Linked DNA regions of Hordeum vulgare: region 2 is linked to region 1. The links are chromatin contacts, called in public Hi-C maps. All regions are on one chromosome and are shown on one strand. The core of a region is the stretch at or near the end of the contact, and the rest is flanking DNA. Distances in the headings are between cores, read along the strand shown. Region 1 holds the start of LOC123447546. Region 2 holds the start of LOC123447547 (phytochrome A type 3).

Evidence for each region. Hi-C and Micro-C count contacts between places; a contact is called where the count stands out from the background.
Region 2: a contact with region 1 is called in a Hi-C map of leaf, with 5 times the contacts expected there. The contact joins the promoter of LOC123447547 here to the promoter of LOC123447546 in region 1. A contact is called at or near these places in 5 of 6 Hi-C or Micro-C datasets (leaf and seedling) and 1 of 1 datasets of contacts at active chromatin or transcription factors (embryo).

What each region holds. Positions count from the first base shown.
Region 1 is chr4H:20,799,964-20,802,751 of MorexV3_pseudomolecules_assembly, forward strand. It overlaps LOC123447546, which reads right to left and starts at 1,360. Exons shown (of 7, transcript XM_045124152.1): 1 at 1-1,360. The coding sequence starts at 708.
Region 2 is chr4H:20,929,314-20,932,373 of MorexV3_pseudomolecules_assembly, forward strand. It overlaps LOC123447547 (phytochrome A type 3), which reads right to left and starts at 1,301. Exons shown (of 6, transcript XM_045124155.1): 1 at 1,142-1,301.

The DNA.
Region 1 (2,788 bases), core at 110-2,609:
AGAACCATCGGCATTGACGCTCTTCTTCGTATCTTTCCTGTCATTTCCATCCTGGTGAGTAGTATGGTAGCTAGACGACGGGATTTCAGTAGGAAATGGAAGCACTGTCTTGACTGCATAGCCATTCAAGGGTTCCTCCTTTTCTGGAACCAGATTCTTGTCACTCGAATGGCCTGGTTCATGGACCTCACTTCTCCCCGCGGTGTCAACCTTCCCCTTCCCTCTTCCAAACGACACCTTCTGCTCCAGCACCGGACCAGGCTGCTCGGTCCCGACGCCCCGGTCCCTCTTCTCAGCTACCGATGTGCGGCGATGCCGCGGCACCTCCTCGGACACGAGAAGCTCGGCCAGCTGCTCCACGGTGCTGTTGGCAATGCTGAAATTCCACGGATACAGATCCCCCGTGTTGTTGCTCTCGAGAGGCAGGCCAATCCCGAGCCCCTTCTTCCCATCAGATCCGTTCGCCAGGCCTCCCACGTCAATCTCCTTGACGATGAACTCCCTCGACGAGTCGGCGCTCCTCACGGAAGAGGCGGCGCCCCTCGGCCCCGCGGTGGAGCCGCCCTCCTGCTCGTCCTCCTCCTTGGGCGGCTCGGCCGCGCGCCTCTGGCCGTTGGTGGCGCTGAGCTCCCCGCGGAGCGCGGCCTCGGCCTTGGCGAACCGGTTCTTCTTGAGGAACTCCAGCACCAGATCGATGTTCTCCGCCATGGTTCCCTCCGGCACCCGCAGCGAGACCCGGCGGGAGGCGCTGGGAAGCTTAAAAGGCCGCGCTTTCCGGGGCCCGGGGCCGGCCGAACCGAAGCTTCAGGCTCGCGAGGCCGCGGAATGCGCCCGCGAATCGAGCCCGCGGAGCTCCTCCCCGGAGCCGCGCTCTGCTCCCGCGGCAGCGAGGAGTGGAGCAAGGGGCCGGCCAATCCCTCTAGGGCGACGCGGAACCGCAGGCGCCGCTCCGCAGAGCGAGCGGGCGAGGGAGGAAGCACGAACCCGCGGGAGCCCGGCGGCGCTCGAATCGCGGGAGGAAAACCCTAGCCGTCCCCTCGGCCCCCAGCCCGTCCGCCGCGAGCGGGCGGGAGCGGCGGGGCGGAGGAGGGAGGGAGGGAGAGGGCTAGGAGGAAGCGGGAGGCGGGGCGGATCGGCGGCGGCGCGGGGGCATTGGGGATCAGGGGGCGGCCGGCGCGGCTGGGGGCAGCATATTCGCAGTGGTGGTGGTGGTGCGGAAAAGAAATGGTTTTTTTCCTCGCTCCGTGCCGGCTGCGGTGCGGTGTGGTGTGGTCGATCCGGGGTGGGGAATCGAATCGAGGAGGGATTTCTGGGGAGATGATGGATGGATGGCGATAAATAAGTAAAAGAATCCTAATTTTTTCCCCCCTCTCTCCCTTGCGTGTGTGTGTTTGTGGGCGGCCGTTCAAAACGAAATCGGTCCGGGCGGGGCGAGAGTGACCGTTCGGCGCTTTCATTGGCCTCGCAATTGGATTGCCCTAAGCAAAAGGGAATCCCATCCCATCCTGTCCCAGGTATCTCGCTGTAAAGTGCATCTCGTCTTGGATGCCCTATACCCCATCTAGGCTAGAGGTTACATACAACTACTCCTACAAGATGTGCGCTTTTTTTCCCCGTCTACAAGTATGTATAAAGTGACGAGGAATGTGCGCCTACATTCAGGTTCCATGCAAAGTTCTACTCCTATATGAGCATGAAACACACATAGATATACTGATCAAAAAGGTTGGGTCGAAATAAAAGTTTTCCCGTTGCAATTCCAATTAAAGGTTCTACACAGGGAAAGGGAAAATAAAACCTAAGATCCGCAAAAAAAGGAAACTAGGAAAATAAAAGGCCGGTGCTCTGCGCCCGCGCGCGGCACGATCCGCCAACTGCCGCGCGTCCGTACCGTTAGATCTTCATGCAACATTTTTTTTCACAATGCAGCAAAGTTTCGACGCGATGCAGAAATTTTTTCATCGGTTGCAACAAGAACAAAATTTATAGCAAAAAAATATCTAAGTGATCGTAACAAAAAAAGAAGTTGATGGTGCGTGGTAGCAAAAGTCAAACGCCGGTTGTAACAAATATCTACGTGAACGTGGATGCAACTTTTTTAGTAAACGGTTGCAGCAAAAAATGATGCCGGTTGTAGCAAAAATTAACACGATTGTAGCAAAAGTAAAAACACCGATTGTAACGAAAAATCCAACGAACTGGAGTTGCAACCAAACGTATATCCAGCTTTTTTACTGGACAAAATATAGCAAAAAAAAACGCTTGTAGCAAATATGATGGTGGTTGCAGCAATTTAGACGAAAAAAATGCTGCATGCCTAATCAGCGGGTCGTGTGCGGCCGGCTGAACGGTTCGGCCGACGCACCGGCCAGAAACGTTTCCCAAAATGAAAATATAGGCCCTTGCGCGAGAAAGTGTCGCGGATGGCTGGTTTTTTTTTTCTTTCTATCTTTTGGGTTTGCATCTAAGATGTTGGGATTCCACATGAAGCTCTAGAGGGAAAAAGATTGAGTCCTTCCTCCGAAGAAAAGTCGAGACGTGGCGAATAGGAGATAGAAGCCCTTTCGCGGCAGAAAGTGACGTCTATGTGGATTTCATGGCTTGGCTAGGTAGGTCACGTTCCGTGTGGTAGAGCGGCGGCACCATGCTCTTTGTTACTATCCGAACTCTCTACGATACGCGTAAAGTCGCCTCCTTTTGTCGCACCCTTTTTCTGTTGCCAGCGGGTGTTTTAGCCTGTGTGAGTATGAAGACAAAGCATCGTGATACTGGCGGTGGTGCCTTCTGT
Region 2 (3,060 bases), core at 51-2,550, 130 kb after region 1:
GTGACCTAAAACGTCTTACAAAAGTTTACAGAGGGAGTAGAATAACAGTTGGAATAATTTCTTATATAGGAGAGTCAATTATCTCATCTGGAGAAAAAGAATGTGGCCATAGTATTGGGAAGGTTAGTTCTGGCCTTTCTGTCGTGTACTTGTATTATTTCTCTTGATGGAGAGGCCGGGGTTATCCCCTTTTAGAAAGAAGAAACTTGCATTATTTCTCTTCTCTCTTTTTTTGTTTTTGCGAAGAGTGTACTTGTATTATTTCAACAATACGGAATACCCCCATGCCAAAATTCAGAAGAAAAAACACTCTAGCAAGGCATGAGCAACCCTTGTTGGTACTTCCAGTAATATGCGTTTTCCGGATCATGGTTCCATTTCACATGCTCTATATTTCTAGCAGGGGTGTAGACTTTGAGTTTTTGTGCTCCCGGCGTCCAAAACCTCCTGGTTTCATAGTGCAAGACTGAAAGCTTAAAAAGTTTCAGAAAAAGGCAAAGGCAACCGAACCTACAACCACAAGATAACATTCAGGAGGAACCTACATGATGAATCGAACAACAAAAAATCAGCACGCCACTACCATCGAGGTATCGATCACCGCAAACAACCAAGCAAACAGATTACGAGGGTCTCTGCCTCGGCAAAGCGCCCTCCGGGATCGACGAACCGCTCGGCGGTTCCTGTCATTCCGGTGACATTTGACATGGCACATGGATGGAGAGAAATCAAGGACCACCCGGCGCTCGGAAAGTCTGTAACTGGAACGAACGCCAGCACCAGAAGACCTCTCTCAGTCCCAAATCAGCTGAGCAGAGAGATGCTCTGCTTTCGCTGGTCAACTAGAAAGGGGATTCTGATTTCTGAATCCCCACACTTGCAACACTACTACTGCGGAGCAGGAACGTGGCTCTCTCAACCTCTCCCCAGCGCCACAAATTCATGCTGTGTGGCAGTACGGCGCTGAGCCCTGATCACCGGAAACAGAGCAGGGACGTCGCCCTCTAACTTCCCGGGATCAAATTAGATTCTGGAATCACCATCACGCGTCCAGAGTCAACAGGGAAGAAACCTCTACATCCAAGTTCCAAGCATACATACACGCAGGCGGAAGATGGGAGGAGGTTAGAGGGGAGGGTACCTGCTGCCCGGCGCCGGCGGCAATGGAGAGGTGGCGGGGCCGTGGTGGAGGGGAGGAGTGGGCTGGTGGAGTGGGCGGGGAGTGAGGCCCGTGGCCGTGGATGGTGGACGTGAAGCAAATAAATACTGGTAGTGGCGGCGTGGCGTGGCGCGCCGACCCTTGCTCCGCCCATGACCGGCGCCGATGGGAGAGCGACGGGACCTGTCGACGATTAATTGCCCGCAGCCTTTCCGTCTCGACTTGATTAAACTAACTTCACCTGCCTCCCATCGGCGGTTAACCCGTTGTGGGACTGCAGATGGTACGCGAGATCGTTCATATCATAAGTGAATACGGTAACACTGAAAAGTCTGATCTTGACACCAACGTCCGTCACGTGTCTCCGGCATCATTACATTAGCCATCCGAAAAAAATGATGGATCACCTTTTCACTCGAACTTGACGCGACTCCATCGCTGATATGCAGTTTTACGGACCTCCAAGGCGGCTCACCAAAAGTTAAGCCATTGCCAATGAACGAATCAGACCGATGCAACATCCCGAACACGTCATCGAACTTTAGATCTGGCACCCCACCACGACTAAGACGTTGAAGGAGAAAATCATACCTGCCATCCACGAACCACGAACCCAGCACATGTCCCGTCTTCCAGATGTCCTCCATCTAGACTACAATCTGCATCTACTCCTCGACTACCTATCAAGCTCCACGCCGACGTCGGAGAAAACACCGTTGCAATGGCGGAGTCCGAGGACACAGGTCCTCCACGAGGACGCCATCGCCATCACGCCATCCTTGCGTGGACATACTGGTTTCCAAATCCATCCCGAACCATAGGTCCGATGGCCTCGTCGGGGAAGGATCCGAAGAATCTTTATTCAACGCCGTCATCGTCACCGCCGAAGCCAAAACGATGAACAACCTAAAACCTAGACCACGAGGGATTAAAAACGATCCACACTCGTGAATCCGGTGACCCCCTGGTCGTGGGCGGAGGGGAGCCGCCGGAGAACGGTGCTGAAAGATTGGCCTCTCCTGACAGCGGCTAGGGTTCGAGGCTTCCAGCCGCCAGGGAGGAGAGGAAAACAGTATATGTCACGAAAAGTTTATACCAACTGTAACGAGCTTCTCAATCTGTGCTACTCTCCAAGCATATACACTCAGGCTTCATGTGGGTGTCAAAATCGGCAGATCTCGGGTAGGGGGTCCCGAGCTATGGAAATTGGATCAATGGGTAACAGGAAACATGGGGACAGTATTTACCCAGGTTCGGGCCCTCTCGAAGAGGTAAAATCCTACGCCCTCCTCGATTATATTGATGAATGTATGATGATTACACAGTCGATTTACCACGAGATCAGTTAGACTAAACCCTAGATAATGGTTATGTCGATGTCCTCTACGAACCAAAACCCTTTGATTTATATAGACACCAGGGATTCCTAGGGTTACATATGGTGGGTTACATCCAAGAATAAACATGCTGATATCATCATCTTGACTTGGAGTACATGTCAAGACTTCACAAGTTTCCATCCTAAACACGACGTCACCTTATAGTCCGGCCCTTCAATGATAATCGTAGAACGGCCCATGAGTCCGGCCCGTAGAGATAGGCCAGTGGCCCAAGGACCCCTTAGTCTCAGAATCCCTCAGTAGCCCCCGAACTGTCCTCGAGTGTCGTAGTCTTGATTCCTAGAAGCTTCTCGTGCCCAAAGTCTTCGGCTTGCGGGGCGAGTTCTTCGCCGCATTTATGTTCGACCAACATCAGTTCGGCCATCGATGACTTCCCTATTTTCGAGTAGTATGTGTTACTTAGCCTCAAAGGCCAACCACTCGAGTGCGTACAGTGCCTTTGTCTGACACCTTTTTAGTGAAAGGTCGCAGCTGGTCATGACCATTTAGAAAAACTTGATT